2 separate regions of the Zea mays genome follow, and region 1 is linked to region 2. The links are chromatin contacts, called in public Hi-C maps. All regions are on one chromosome and are shown on one strand. Each heading gives the region's core, a stretch centred on a gene start, on an enhancer-like site or on the middle of the called end of the contact. The rest is flanking DNA. Distances are from core to core; before and after follow the strand shown. Region 1 holds the start of LOC100273113 (putative beta-13-galactosyltransferase 4). Region 2 has its middle 58 kb from the start of LOC109939645.

Region 1 (7,452 bases), core at 966-3,465, 92 kb after region 2:
ACAATGTGGTCAAATCGAAGGAAATTTGACTAAAGAAAACTCTGTCGTAAGTCAACTTTTCTGGATCTATAAGACGGCATATTGTATTGACATCTATCTACAAGTTCAAACAAGTGCACTATCATCGTCACAAGACACCACATAATTGACGGCCGGAGAGTTTAACGAAAAAGAAATAACTACAATACGTTTGGAGCTTAACTTGAGACAAAAGTAAAATGATCAATAAGTAGGGAGTGGAGCGAGCACAACCTCGGAGTCATGAGTAGTCAGTCGTCATACGGAAAAACCTTGAAGTATCTATCTTTCCAAAAAAAAACTAATGGTCCTTCGTAGTAGTAGCAGTGATTTTCACTACCGCATGGCCCCATCATTTGAATTCTACAACTCTACAAGTGAAGCGAAGACAACAAATCAATGTAAAATAGATAACTTGTAATGTAGATGATACTGTTTACATAGTGAAATTTAAAATAAAGATGAGATCCCGAAGGATAGGCACAAAGTCGTTCCAGCTGTGAATTGCTTCTGGAAGATGTTGCTGAATAACCGAACGGACCTTAGCCTCTTGCAAAGAAAACGCAGATCAAGCTAGTGAGGTAGAATTGTGAAAAATCTCAGCAGATCAAGCATTCGCACAGTTCCCGACCCACACTCCCCGGGCCACACGGCATAGGATCATGGCATGGGAGGGCTTACTTCCAAACAGGGGCAGAGGATGGCGCCATTGACTTGACCAACAACCGGGGAGAGGGGGGCAAAGCCGGCATTTCCTCCAGGCAGTTCAAACTCCCCTCACTGCACTGTAGAGCACAGCAAACACCCAATTAATTGTGCCACTTGAGCTATATACAGCACATAAACCGGCCGGAAATGACCTGAACGGATCAAGTGGCCGCGGGCACTGTGCCGAATAAATCTCCCGATCGAGAGAGCGCCCGAGATCCCTTCCCTCCTCCAGAGTCCAGACCCCACTCTTCCCGCCCGCGCACGCGCAGTTGGTGCGTCATGTCCGTGGCTGCCTGCCTCTGCCTGCCTTCCTTCCTCCTTGGCCTGCTGGCCTAGCTTCCCCTTCACCCCAAAGGCACCAACCAGTGGTGGTGGTGGTGGTGGTGGCAGCAGCAGCAGCCCCAGCCGGCAGGAGGAGGACCTGCGCATCATCGGGAGCCCGGGAATCTAGAGGGTGAGAGTGGGCGAGGAACGAAAAGCCGCGGCAGATAGAGAGACTTGCTCTGGACAAAAGCGAGAGCGACTGCCGCGGGAGCAGGAGGAGGAGAGAGGCCGGGACCATCGCTTGGTGCCTCCTTCAAGTTCTTGGGGGGCTGACTGCGATCATGAGCTCTCGGCGAGTGAGGAGCAGCTAGTAGGGCCCTGACGAGCCTCCGACAGCGCTGAGGCCCAGAGAGAGCCGCGCTGCCCCTGGGGTCGGTCGTCGAGAGAGAAAGAGAGATAGAGAGAGGGGAACAGAGAGTGATTGGGAAAGAGATCGATGAAGATGAGCTTCAACAAGAGCAGCGGCAGCAGGGGCTGGGGGCAGGGAGCGGCTGCAGGAGGAGGAGGAGACGAGCTGGTGCTGCGAGGCTCCATCTCCAAGAAGTGGACCTTCCTCCTCTGCTTCGGCAGCTTCTGCATCGGCCTGCTCTTCACCAACAGGTAACGCTGCCTGCGCTGCGCTGCGCCCCCTGCTTCAATTCCTCCTCCTCCTTCCTCCGGCCGGCTCTTGGTTTGGTGTTTTGGATCCGTTTCAGCGGTTCGTTCGTTCTCATATCCCACGATCGCGAATTCAGTGTCAAGTTGACACGATCTCGTATCCCTTCCCTTCTACTATTGTCTCCCAATTCCCCGTAGCACGCAAAATCCGTGGCTCTTGGCTTCGTTCGTCGTCGTCCCACGGCTCCAAGTTTCCAGCTTCTCATGGCGCCTGCCTGTCCAGCGTGCCTCGCCCTCCCTGGTCAATGGGGGGGCGTCGCGTACCTGCCGGGCAACTAGTGCCGCTGCTGTACTGTACTTCCGTCGCCCGTATCGTGCTCGTGCTCGTGCCCTCTCCACTCAGCCCAAAGCAGCAACCAGGGGGAATGAAGAGGGCCCTGGGTCCCCGCGCGCCCGTGGTGATCGTGGAAAACTTGGACCGCGCCTGTGCTGTGCTGTACTTGGGCGACGACGGCCGTGACGCGCCTTTATTTGCCGGCGAAAAAAAAAGATTCGGGGGGTGCGGCGGTTATTGCGTCGCCGGCAGGTAAGGCGGACCATTTATCCCCATCCCGTGCGGAGCCGGTCCGCCTCCGCGCGCGAAAGGCGAGCGCTGCCTACCCGTCGACGCCCGCCGCCGACAACACAGTCACAGTCTCGCAGTGCGTGGCAGGGCGCCCTGTGCCTTTTTCTTTCACCGAGGTTGCGTATGGTCAAAAGAGCTGTACTTGTTGACGGTAAAAAGGACCGTTTGTTTGATGCAGGATGTGGACGGTGCCGGAGCCGAAGGAGATCATCAGAAGGTCGACGTTGGAGGTGGAGAAGATGAGCCTTGTCGACGGCGACTGCGCTCCGAAAAGCGTACGTATCGAATGCCGCGCAGTTGTGCTTCCAGTGTTTCTGCTCCGAGCCATGGGCAGACAGACAGGTCTGTAGTGTAAACATTCTCCTCGTGGTCGGTTACAGGCCGGCGATGCAAGAGACGTTCCCGGAGAGGTTCCAAGAACTCAAGATGTCATCCAGTGAGTAACCTAGCCTAGCCTGGCTCTTGACGTAGAGCAATCCGCATTCAGCAATATGCTGTATTATCTGTTCCGACTTCCGATCGAACTGTTTTGCCTGTGATCAATCAGGACGCTGGACAGGACGATCTCGAACCTGGAGATGGAGCTAGCGTCCGCGAAGGCGACGCAGGAGTCCATGCTCCACGGCGCCGCCGGCGCCCCGGTGCCCGAGCCCACGGGGAAGCGGAAGCACTTCATGGTCGTCGGCGTAAACACCGCGTTCAGCAGCCGGAAGAGGAGAGACTCGGTCCGCGCGACATGGATGCCTCAAGGTTGGTCTTGTCTCTTGTGCGTGCTTTTCCAGAAACAAGTCTCGTCCTGCGCACTCTGAAACTTGCTCTGACCGTCGGTTGGGTTCGTTCCACTGCAGGCGAGAAGAGGAGGACGATGGAGGAAGAGAAGGGCATCGTCATTCGGTTCGTCATCGGCCACAGGTGAGTGAGTAGTTCATATATGTGACTGAAAGACGACCTGACAGCTCTCTACGCTGTTAGTTACTGATTCAGAAAAAGGAAAACAAAAACAAAACTGTTGTTCTGCTGCCATCCACGCAGCGCGACTCCCGGCGGCATACTTGACCGAGCGATCGACGCGGAGGACAGGAAGCACGGGGACTTCATGAGGCTGGTAAAACGAACTGATCCCGTCGTCCGACTCAGTACTGAACTGAAGTGCTCTTGTTGGAATGTGCATGTAATGTATGGCCTCCTCCAACCGTTGACAGGACCACGTGGAAGGGTACCTGGAGCTGGCGGCGAAGACCAAGGCGTACTTCGTGGCGGCCGTGTCCACGTGGGACGCGGAGTACTACGTCAAGGTAGACGACGACGTGCATGTGAACATAGGTGCGTACAGACTGACTACAGAACAGTGCCGTCGACGTTGATCCCATGCATGTTCAGGTCCCGGCAAGGCAAACACAGTAGACTAACGAGTTCTTTTGGAAGCGCACTGCAGCGACTCTTGGAAACACGCTGGCGAGGCACCGCTCCAAGCCGCGAGCTTACGTTGGCTGCATGAAATCTGGCCCCGTGCTAGCCCAGAAGTAAGTCCCGTCGCCGGCCGTATAAAATGTTCATGTTCTTGTTGTCGCAGACGTTCATGTTCTTGCTGTTAGGGGCGTGAGGTACCACGAGCCTGAGTACTGGAAATTCGGCGAGTGGGGGAACAGGTACTTCCGCCACGCCTCCGGTCAGCTGTACGCCATCTCCAAGGACCTGGCCTCCTACATAGCACTCAACCAGTAAGCGTTTCCACTCGAATGCTGCTCACCCCGGCCGTGTGCTTCGTCCTTCCTGTTTTTTTTTTCTTTTATGAATATAAGAGATGCAGAGCATCATTATTGACCATGGTTGGATACGTTTTCAGGCATGTCCTGCACAAATACGCTAACGAAGACGTGTCCCTGGGATCCTGGTTCATCGGACTGGACGTCGAGCACGTCGACGACCGCCGCCTTTGCTGCGGCACGCCACCAGGTATATATACAACCTGACGCTTTCCCGTCTGTACGTCGTTTATGAGCATACAATACGTAGTCGCTTCCTCTAGCTACCAGTAGTCCAGTTGGTGTCAGCATGTGAAGGTGCCAGTGGATTGGTCTTCCAAGTTCTTTCCAACCGTATCGGTGGCTGGTCTTCTTTATACATACAGCGTGTGCGTGAGCGTGATCTGTCTGTCGTCTGTGGGGATTGTTTGTGGGGGGGAGAGGGAAACGCGGGGCCGTTCCCGTTCGGGGTAGTTGATGGTCAACTTCAGAGAGTAGGTGCGGCGTCAGCTGTCGGCAGCATGTGTGCTTGTGTGTGTTAACCATCCTTAGCAGTCTGCCATGACATGAGACGTCTCAACTTTCCTTTCGAGTGTTACGCTGCTTCTCGTAACGATTGAATCTGAAGGCTGCCAATTGATGGCGCCGCCGAGACGAAGAAACGTTGTTGTTTTTTTTTTACCTTAAGAACCGTGGTGGCAAAGACGCATCAGGCAGGTCCTCTCCTGTGTGTTGGAGCGCAGGAGCAGCAGCAGCGCTGTCAGCTGAAACGGTTCTTTGCCTAACACGCACACCAACTCACCAAGCTTCGCGCTCACCAAACTTGTGCAGATTGCGAGTGGAAGGCGCAGGCGGGGAACGCGTGCGTCGCCTCCTTCGACTGGAGCTGCAGCGGCATCTGCAAATCCGCTGACCGGATCAAGGAGGTCCATCAGCGCTGCGGCGAGAGCGAGAACGCGATTTGGAATGCAGAGTTTTAGGCCCCAGATAAATCGCACGCTTTTTTACAAGGAAAGCACGTACATACATACGTACGTATACAAGGGGACAACAAAAAAAACAGGGCTCAACAGTGTGTGCCTGGCTGCCACCGAAGGCTCACTCTGCTTTGCAAGTGCAGGACCAGACTGAAGGGCTTCAGATCGAGAGGGGCAATGTACACCCAAGTGTACATGCGTTATGGTAGACACAAGGGGTGTATGTTTTTTTTTTGGGGGGGGAGGGGGGGTGTTTTTGGATTAGGAATTGGATTATTGTAAGGGGATTTTTTCTTTTTCTATTTTGGTGCTCGAAAAGATCCCACGTTTTTTTTACTGATATAAAGACAAGCTAGGAGAGGATCATGATGAGGAAGAGAGAGAGTGAAAGGAGTGGGAGACTGGGCATCTCCCCCCACCATTCTTGGCGAGATCCTCATCGATGTTACTGGTTGGTTTCAAATAACATACTGTAATAAATTTCTTCTCCAAAGTAACTGAATTGTCAGCGTTCTTCTTTTTTTTTCAAAGTGAAATTGAATTCTCAGCTATTTTGTACCGAGCGAGAAAGAGAAACAGCACTGCTGTCCTGTCCAGAGAGGACTGTATATACTATACCTTCGGGCGATCCCGGCGAACTTTCTTCGGGAGACGGAGAGGCGGCAGCTCGGTTGATTCGCGGTGGCGTCGGAGTTCCAAGGGTAAATGCCGGCGGCGCTTCTTTGGCCGAGCCCAGCGATCGGGAGGGAGAGGATGCGCCCCGGCGCACAGGGAAATGCGTCAGGTCCAGCTTCTCCTCGTCGCGCGGGCAGGGCATGCGGCGCTCTTGGCCGAGTCGGGGATCGGGTCGGGAGGCGGCGCTCGGATCCCATTCCAAGACGACCTGGCGGCATGGTGGACGACGCTCCGGCCCTGCTTCTTGGCGATGATCCGGCCTGCGGGAAGATGGGCCGCGAGCGGCTGTGAGAGAAACGGCAGCTGTTGGTGGGCTGGGCTGCGGGTATGAGTCGCAAGAGCGGGACAACAAAGGAGAGGCAGCGCAAAAGAAAAGAAACACAATGACTACCCCAAATTCGAATAGCAGAAGAGTTTTATCCGATACAAAGAAAGATATAAAATAATCGGATAGACACCTACGGATAAAATATATCTGCATCATATTACTATTGGCATCTAATTAAAGTCTATATTATTAGATAAAAGGAAATATTTCTTTGGCTATCATTTGTTTAACTATCGAGTTACACAATCCTATAATTTGTTATATATTAAGTTGGACTATTTTTATGTGTTTGTTTAACATTTTGACTGAATGGTGTATTAGAATTTTATACTGCTCTAGGGGTACGGGTAACCTGAGGGTAAAATTGTCTGTGCAGGTACAAGTACGAGTAAGATTATATACCCACGAGTAGAGGTGACAATGAGCTCTAAATTTAACATTATAAAATTTATGTATCGAATCGGATTAAGATCAGACTCTATTTCTATTTATATTTGAACTAAAATTAATTTAGGGTCCTAACAAATTATGAAGAAATATTTGGATCGCGATCCATTACCACCCCTACCCGCGAGGCACGAACAAATACGAGTAACCTAGCAGATAATTTTTTCAATAGATAGATATATAGAATGATATTATTCGATGATCATATACCTAGGGGTCCCTTTTATAGCCCCAAGGAAGCTAGGAGCCGTTGGAGGCCAACAAGGAAGGCCAAAGTTTTCTTCTGTCGGGTGGTGCACCGGACAGTCCTGTGCACCATCGGACAGTCACTGTAGCATGTCTAGTGCGGATCTCCTTCCTAATTTGACGCAGCCAACCGTTGCAACTCCTGGCTGGTTGGCGTACCAGACACTGTCCGGTGCACACCGGATAGTCCGGTGCCCCCAGCCGACCGTTGGCGCGGGCCACGCGTCGCCCGCGGATTGCGCGACCGACCGTTGCGCTGGCAGCCGTTGTCTCACCGGACAGTCCGGTGCACCACCGGACAGTCCGGTGAATTATAGCCATACGCCGCCAAAATCTCCCGAGAGCGGCCAGTTCGACGGAAGCCAGCCTGGCGCACCGGACACTGTCCGGTGCACCACCGGACACTGTCCGGTGCACCACCGGACAGTCCGGTGTGCCACTCTGAGCTGAGTGTTGGCTGCTTAGAGCCAAGTCCTTTTCTTCTTCTCTTTTCTCTGTTTCTAGCACTTAGACAAAACATGTTAGTACTCAAACCAATGTACTAAGTCTAGAAACATACCTTGTTACATAATTTGCACTTCTCTCTTCATTTGGCACATAATAACTTACTCACAATGTGTTGGACACTTAATCACCAAAATATAATAGAAATTGCCCAAGGGCACATTTCCCTTTCAATCTCCCCCTTTTTGGTGATTTATGCCAACACATCAAAAAGCAATGCAAAACATGCAACATCGATTCAATTTGAAGACCAAA
Region 2 (7,224 bases), core at 897-3,396:
ACTCTGTCAAGTGGCACCGCAGTCGGAGTGGCGCAGGCGGCGCTGTCCTTCTATCAGGCCAGTCAGTGGAGCGGCGAAGTGACGGCGGTCACTTCGGCTCTGCCGGCTGGGGGGCGCGCGTCAGGATAAAGGTGTCAGGCCACCTTTGCATTAAATGCTCCTGCGATTTGGTCGGATGGTGCGGCGATTTGGTCAGGGTTGCTTCTTGGCGAAGACAGGGCCTCGGGCGAGCCGAAAATATATTCGCCGCTGGAGGGGGTCCTCGGGCGAGACGGAAATCCTCTGGGGTCGGCTGCCCTTGTCCGAGGCTAGGCTCGGGCGAGGCGTGATCGAGTCCCTCGAATGGACTGATCCCTGACTTAATCGCACCCATCAGGCCTTTGTAGCTTTATGCTGATGGGGATTACCAGCTGAGAATTAGGAGCCTTGAGGGTACCCCTAATTATGGTCCCCGACAATCGTCAAGCAGGGGACCTCAATCAAGCAGGGGGACCTCATGGTCGTCAGCGACTCTCGGGTTGTTCTGGGCACCGCATTCGACGACGACGCCATCACGTCGTTCAGCTCATCGTCCAGCTGAAGCCGAACCTGCCACGTAAGTCGCTACTGACCGGCCATGAATTCTTGTGCGCTGGGACGATAGCCGTTGCTGACGTTGTATGAGTGTCCTCGAACATGATGTATGTAGAGGAGTAGCGCATCTGGTGGTATAACGACCAGGGGTACTACCTTGTTGATGAGCCCGGGGTGTACTTCATTTTACAGCCCATCTAAGAGTCATCAGTACTCGGTATGTCGCGCGCGTTCGACGACTACTATATCGAGGACTGTGGCGTCATCTTGGCGGCGGAGGTGACGCTGAGGAGGACCGACAACAATGACCAGTTCTTCATCCTCGCCACCGTTGGGGTAGCTTTTGTGCCGGCTTGCCTTTAATTATCTTCGCAAACACACACACTTGCTTTTTTGTTTAAGCAAAAAGAACATATGGTGGTACGTGTCTGATGACTAACGATGTACGAGGAAATTTTTTCTGGCATGTGTGGAACATACTCTCCAAGGATGAGACCATGCAAATCGTGACATATATCGAAGTCTGCATGATACTGATGGTTGCAGTGTAGTGGTGAAACAGATAGATTAAAATAACAAAATTTATGTATGGCCAGAATCACAAATTGATTATGAAACATTTTCTCATAACGGTATAACACACATTTTGTTTAAATTATCATAGTATACTGGTATTATATATTCCCGTTGCAACGCACGGGCACTCAGCTAATATGTTAATAAAGCACCGCTACATGTTGTATCCTTGGCCCGTCACCCTTCTCTTCCCTGAAGAAGTCGAGGCCTGAAAAGATTTGGAGATCCTGTTTCATTTGCAAGAGGTAACACGATAAAGAGAGCACATATACGAGGTAAAGATATATGTTGATATGTAATCCCTTTTTGTTATTATAAAGAGGTACGGCTTATTCGTCACTATACGGTAATGAGCATCCAACCCTGAATGACTTAACAAATCTTCATTAATTGATAAGTCATCCACGATTTTTGTTAAGTCAAGTGGTACAATTGATATGGTTCCTCAAGAATCGTGACAGAAGTGTTTTATAATAATATGAAGCCCGCACATCATTAGTGCAAAAACATGTACTCCTACAGCGTTGAAACGTGAAAGCTAAAGGAAATGCCGAGAGCACAAGGCACATAAATATACTCTGCTTACTCCAACTAGTGCCGCCGCCGACGACAGAGATGGAAAGACAACGGGAGTACGTAAACAAACAAGGAGTATATATATATACGTCACCCCATCTTTCCTGAACCATTACAGGCCCCGTCCCCATCTGCCAACGTAACAGAGCAACGACATTGGGATCCCAAAAGGGCAAAAACACAGGAAAAAAGAAAGAAAAAGCAAGCGAGGCCAACCGCCATCCATCCTACACGTACACACACCACCCATAGAAAACAACAAAGCAAGCAAAGCATCACGGCACGGCGTGCGTCACTGGCCTGCACGCAGCCAGCCGGCCGGCCGGAGCTTTTGGAGCGGCAGCCAGCCCAACAGAGCCGCAGCAGAGAGCACAACGTGAGCCACCGTCCCTGCCGGCCGGACGCCAAGTCGGCAAGCGCCTCCTCACCGGCGTGGCCACGTGCCGCCGACCCGGCTCCCCATGCGGAGACGCACACATGCGATGCAGGCACGCAGATGCAGCCGCCTGCCGTTTCTCTTTTCGAGCGCCTCTGAAGTGAGCGCCAAGCAGCTGCAGGGACGTACATACGCCATTGCTATCCCATCGGAAGCGTTAAACTTTTGCAGATACGATCTGTCGCTGTCCGGTTTGGACGGTGAGAGTGGGAGCAAAAAGAGATTACTGTGGCTAATCTTACGAGGATGGTGATTGGTTTCTTTGATTTGATCGAAAGGGGAATCTGTGGATGAGTTGACAGATCGACAAAGCTATCGTTCTTGGCAAACCAGATTCTGCTGGCTATAGTAGTACAGAATATGCCATTGGTTGATGGGATTTCCAGAGGGATGTGCTGGGATCGGTTTGTGTATATAATAACGGTACATATGTTTATTTATTTATTTATTTTGGATATGGTAAAGCCCAGCGAGAAATTCCCCTTGAAGATGGGGGAAAAGGTGTACTTCCTGCTGTACATTACTTTTTTGTTGGATTACTGCTGCATCGTTTCTCTACATGAATAATATCACATGTCGATCGGTCAGTTCCATGCACACAACAACAGGAGAAACCTATCTTATATAATACGTTATACTAGTCTATCAACCATGCTGGCCCATTGGTTAAACTCTCATACTCCTTCCGGCGTAGTATTGGTAGTCATTTTAGACAAGGTTTAAGTTAAATTTATAAAATTTTGACTTCAAATAACTATTTTTTTATTTAGTTTTAAAACCTAATTTCTATATGCTCTAATTTGTCTTGACGTGTACTTTATTAAAGTATAAATGTGTTAAGAGTTTTATTTATATTTCTAACAAAAAAAATATTTGTCAAAGTTATATTTTAGAGACCGTGTCGCTGTCGTTTAGGGCAGCTAAGAGCATCTCCAATAAACTCTTTATTTTTAGCTCTCTATTTAACTCTCTATTTAATTTTTCATAATGGTTGCACTCTATATGTAGCATCTTACTCCAACAGACTATCTATTTAGTTTTGCTAGTCAGATGACTAGCCAAATTTAGCTAGTGAGAGAACTAATTTAGAGAGTCAGATAGCTTGGCGAGTCAAATAGCTAATCTGTTGGAAAGTTATTTTGCTGTTGAATAGCAAAAAATTAGCTTGGCAAGCCATTTAACTAGTCTCTTGGAGATGCTCTAATAGGACACCGGACAAATAGCCAAAATTATTCATATGTTAGACATATAATGTCTTAAAAAAATAAAACGGTAGTAATAACTAAAGAAAATGCTTATATTTAAGCACAGAAAATGGGACACAGTGAGTGACCGGACCCAAAAATAATAGTGGCGGCGATCGATATGAAAGAGGGACGGTGGTAGTTGTGTGATTGGGCACACCGCATACATGTGCCTGTGCGCAGTACAGCACGTGGCAACCCTGGCCGGCACGCAGGAATCATATGGGTCAGCTCGCCGGCCGCATGGCATGCATGCATGCATGCATGGGTGGCATACCGTGCGAGTGGTGGGGCGTTGGCGCCTCTCGACAACCAATGTACACTGTCGACGAAGGTTGATACCACATAAACTGGCAGTACCCCCGCAAAGCAGTACCTTAGTGCTACAAAAAAAATTCTTAAACATCACACTTAAATGTACTTTCTCCGTTCTTTTTTATTCACCACACCGTATTTTAGTTGAAAAGTAAACTAGCGAACGACAATTATTCGAAAACGAAGGTAGTAACTAATTAAAACAATACTCGCCTACAGACATCACACATGGCAAACTATCACGCCCTAATATTTCTAATTTTGGATTATAAATAGAACACACTGAATTAAAAAATATATAATGCTTTTAATATTTATATCCAACTTTCTAAGACAGTTTAATTTGGCACAAATTTAGCCATAGGAAAAATGTGTTTTAAAACCTTTTCTAAATTAAATTAATGGGTTTTGATGACATGATATTTATTTATTGGTTGCACCGGCGGATCTAGGATTTTTTTAAGGGTGTTTCATTCAAAAAATATCATACACATGTTTTTCAAAATTTATTTTATTATTTTTTTTAACAATTTTACAATTTACATCGTGATTTATTGCAGATGCATTAAGTTTTGTGGAAAAAATTGGTGGGTCTTTTCTTTAATCTTTTATAAGCAACCAAATATTGTAAACTTTTGAAAGAAGCTTCATTTATATAATCACTTAGCCTTTTGTACTTGGTATAGTCCATGGTTCAATAATTGTTTTTAAGAAGCTATATGTTACAGATGCTCTTACACATATTGTTGATGGAGATCTAATCTAGGCATACATATCTAGCAGATGCAAAATATTCTCTCCGGAAGGAAATAAAAGAGCTGATGCTTCATGCATGTAGTGGCAGGATACGCTTGGTTGCTTTCCTGGGGCACCACCACGTGGAGCGCATGAGAAGGGCGCGTTGCCTTCAACCCCAGCAGATCGATCGTTGGTACATCAACTCGAGAAATCGAGTGAGTACATGCAGCTAGGGTCCTAGTAATGTATCAACATGCATGTCCTAGAAATTGGGTGAGTTGTAATACAAGATTGGTCCCACTTAGTTTGGATCTGGCCCGCTATATATTACCTCCTCACGTTTGGTTGGTGCAACAAATGCATGTGAGCTAGCTCTACACATTGCATGACGCTACTTGTTTACACATTACTTGCCAATAATTCTATCTTCTTGTCTTCTAGAGAGCATTGGAGCCTTGTAGGGTTCAATGTTTTTTTAGTTAATTTCTTGACGTTTCGACATGTATATTGTACAGTTCAATGCTAGCTCTGCTGACGTTTCGGTTGTGTGTACTGTTTCACTACATTACAGAATGGTTAGGTCACGTTGAGAAACAGTACATTGTCTGCCAGTTAGTTAACTGATGAATTAAAGTCGCGTACTTGTTTTATTGTTTTCGATATTACGTACGTGTTTTGTTTTTTTGAACGAACAAGAATTGAGACCGCGGTGCTTATTTCTTTGACTAGCTAGTTCCCCGTGCTTTACTCTATTTGTTGTATATCATATAAATACGTATTGAGATATTTATTTAAATATAATTATTGTTTATTTCTAAATATTAAGTGTGTTGTCAAAACACACTTAGAAATGCTGTTGTGAATTCTTTTCCTTTTTTAAAACAACAAGATTGCATATGAATAGTATCCAAATAAATAAAATTATACATTATATTCCCATTTCACAGGCCATGGGTAAATAGTGGTCACTGATTTCTCTGTGTTCCCCGGTGGGTACACGAGGGCAAAGCTGAGGATTTAGGGTTTAGGGTTCAAGGATTTCTGGTACCATGAGTGATATTCATGTTCTAGATTTTAAAACAGTAAGTACTATTGTAGTATTTTATTGTTTTTCTTGTTAACAGTTTGCTGAAAATTTGATACCTTTATACTATTAGATGGTATGGTCAAGGGCAAGACCATGGGTATCGTCCATCACCTAGAGTCTCTGCGGAGCTCTTTGTGGAACTAAATGTATATTGTAGGAAGTGGAAGCAAGAAAAAACATAAGTTCCATCCTTTTGCATTGTTTATATATCATGGCAGATTAGTGACCCAGTCCCATTTATCAATAGTATGCATTCTTCTCGATAAGAATTTATAATTTGCTACTATGGATGGGCGGTATCTAACAAAAAAAATTACCTTAGGGCACCCTAAAACATGGGTTTTCGATCACTACAAAGAAAGTATTTTTATTGTTTGACTTCAACTTTCATATTAAGTGACTAGCAACTCAACAATCAATTCACCTTTCAGTTTCTTGTAGCCTTGTAACACTACCGGACACAACTGCTTTGTCGAGTGCTTCAGGCACTCGGTAAAGTTTGGAAACACTTGACGAAGAAAATTCGCCGTCACGGCGCCAAGTGACGATAACAGAGCTGTCGGGGACCGTAATTAGGGGTACCCCAGATGCTCCTTAATCCGGCTAGAAAACATCTTCAGAACAAACCATACACGGCTGATAAGGCACGGTTCAAGTCAAGGCCACGTCTACCGCGGGACGCGACCTCATCCGAGCCCAGCCTCGGGCGGGAACAGTAGTCCCCGGATGAATTCACGCCTCGCCCGAGGGCCTCCTCAGGCAGTGGACGCGCCCTCAGCTCACCCGAAGCCCAGCTCGGCCAGACTTTGTCGTGCAGCGACCTCGACCAAATCGCCTTACCAACCGACCGTATCACATGCGCATTTAATGCGGAGATCGCCTGACACCTTATCCTGACACGCGTGCCTCAGTCGGCAAGGTCGAAGTGACCACAGTCACTTCGCCCCTTTACTGACCGTTCTGACAGAAAAACAGCGCTATTCACCCCGCTCCGACAACTGTGCCAGCCACCCGGGAAAGACTAACAACAGTCACAGCCTTTTCCGAGTTCGGCCTCGGGCGCAACAGGGAGCTCCGCCTCGCCCGACCCCGGGCCTCGGCCTCAGCTTCGGTCTCGAGAGAAGGTCTCCGCCTCGACCGACCCCGACCTCAGCCTCAGCCTCGGCCCCGGGAGAAGGACTCCGCCTCGCCCGACCTCGGCCTCAGCCTCGGAGGAGTCGCCGCCTCGCCCGACCCCGGCCTCGGACCGACTATGCTACAGGGGATACATCATTACCCTACTCCTAGCTAGCTGCCTCAGGCTATGAAGGAACAAGACCGGTGTCCCATCTAAGGTGACTCCGGTAACATGTAATGATGGTTCCCCGCGTACGCCCACGACGTCGGATTGCTCTCAACCTCCTACGGAAGCAAGGAAACGTCAGCAGCATCCATGCTGCACCGCCAGCTATGCTTCTACAGGGCTCAAGGCACTTCTTCGACGGCCACGTTGGTACATGTACAGGGCTCAAGGCAATTCTCCGCCAGCCACGTAGCTCCTAGCTACACCCCATCGTACAGCTGGGCATCTCCTTGTATCTATAAAAGGGGATGTCCAGGGCCTTCCTAAGGCACGTTCACATTAACACATGTTCAGGTGGACATACGTTGACAGACGTGGAGAGACGTACGAACACTCG

Evidence for each region. Hi-C and Micro-C count contacts between places; a contact is called where the count stands out from the background.
Region 1: a Hi-C map of ear shows a contact between it and region 2, with 1.8 times the contacts expected there. The contact joins the promoter of LOC100273113 here to the enhancer-like site in region 2. A contact is called at or near these places in 3 of 25 Hi-C or Micro-C datasets (ear and leaf).

The regions. Positions count from the first base shown.
Region 1 is chr5:21,437,300-21,444,751 of Zm-B73-REFERENCE-NAM-5.0, forward strand. It overlaps LOC100273113 (putative beta-13-galactosyltransferase 4), which reads left to right and starts at 2,216. Exons shown (of 11, transcript NM_001147562.1): 1 at 2,216-2,351; 2 at 2,454-2,550; 3 at 2,656-2,711; 4 at 2,823-3,025; 5 at 3,124-3,187; 6 at 3,308-3,380; 7 at 3,478-3,598; 8 at 3,711-3,798; 9 at 3,871-3,996; 10 at 4,122-4,231; 11 at 4,852-5,492. The coding sequence starts at 2,455. The coding sequence ends at 5,000.
Region 2 is chr5:21,345,750-21,352,973 of Zm-B73-REFERENCE-NAM-5.0, forward strand. No RefSeq gene overlaps it. Among protein-coding and RNA genes, the nearest start is that of LOC109939645, 58 kb to the right of the region's middle. Within about 2 kb of position 2,147, at least 19 of the 20 cell types and tissues checked have an H3K27ac peak or open chromatin away from gene starts, as enhancers often do. A contact at or near this core is called in ear and leaf, where this site is marked.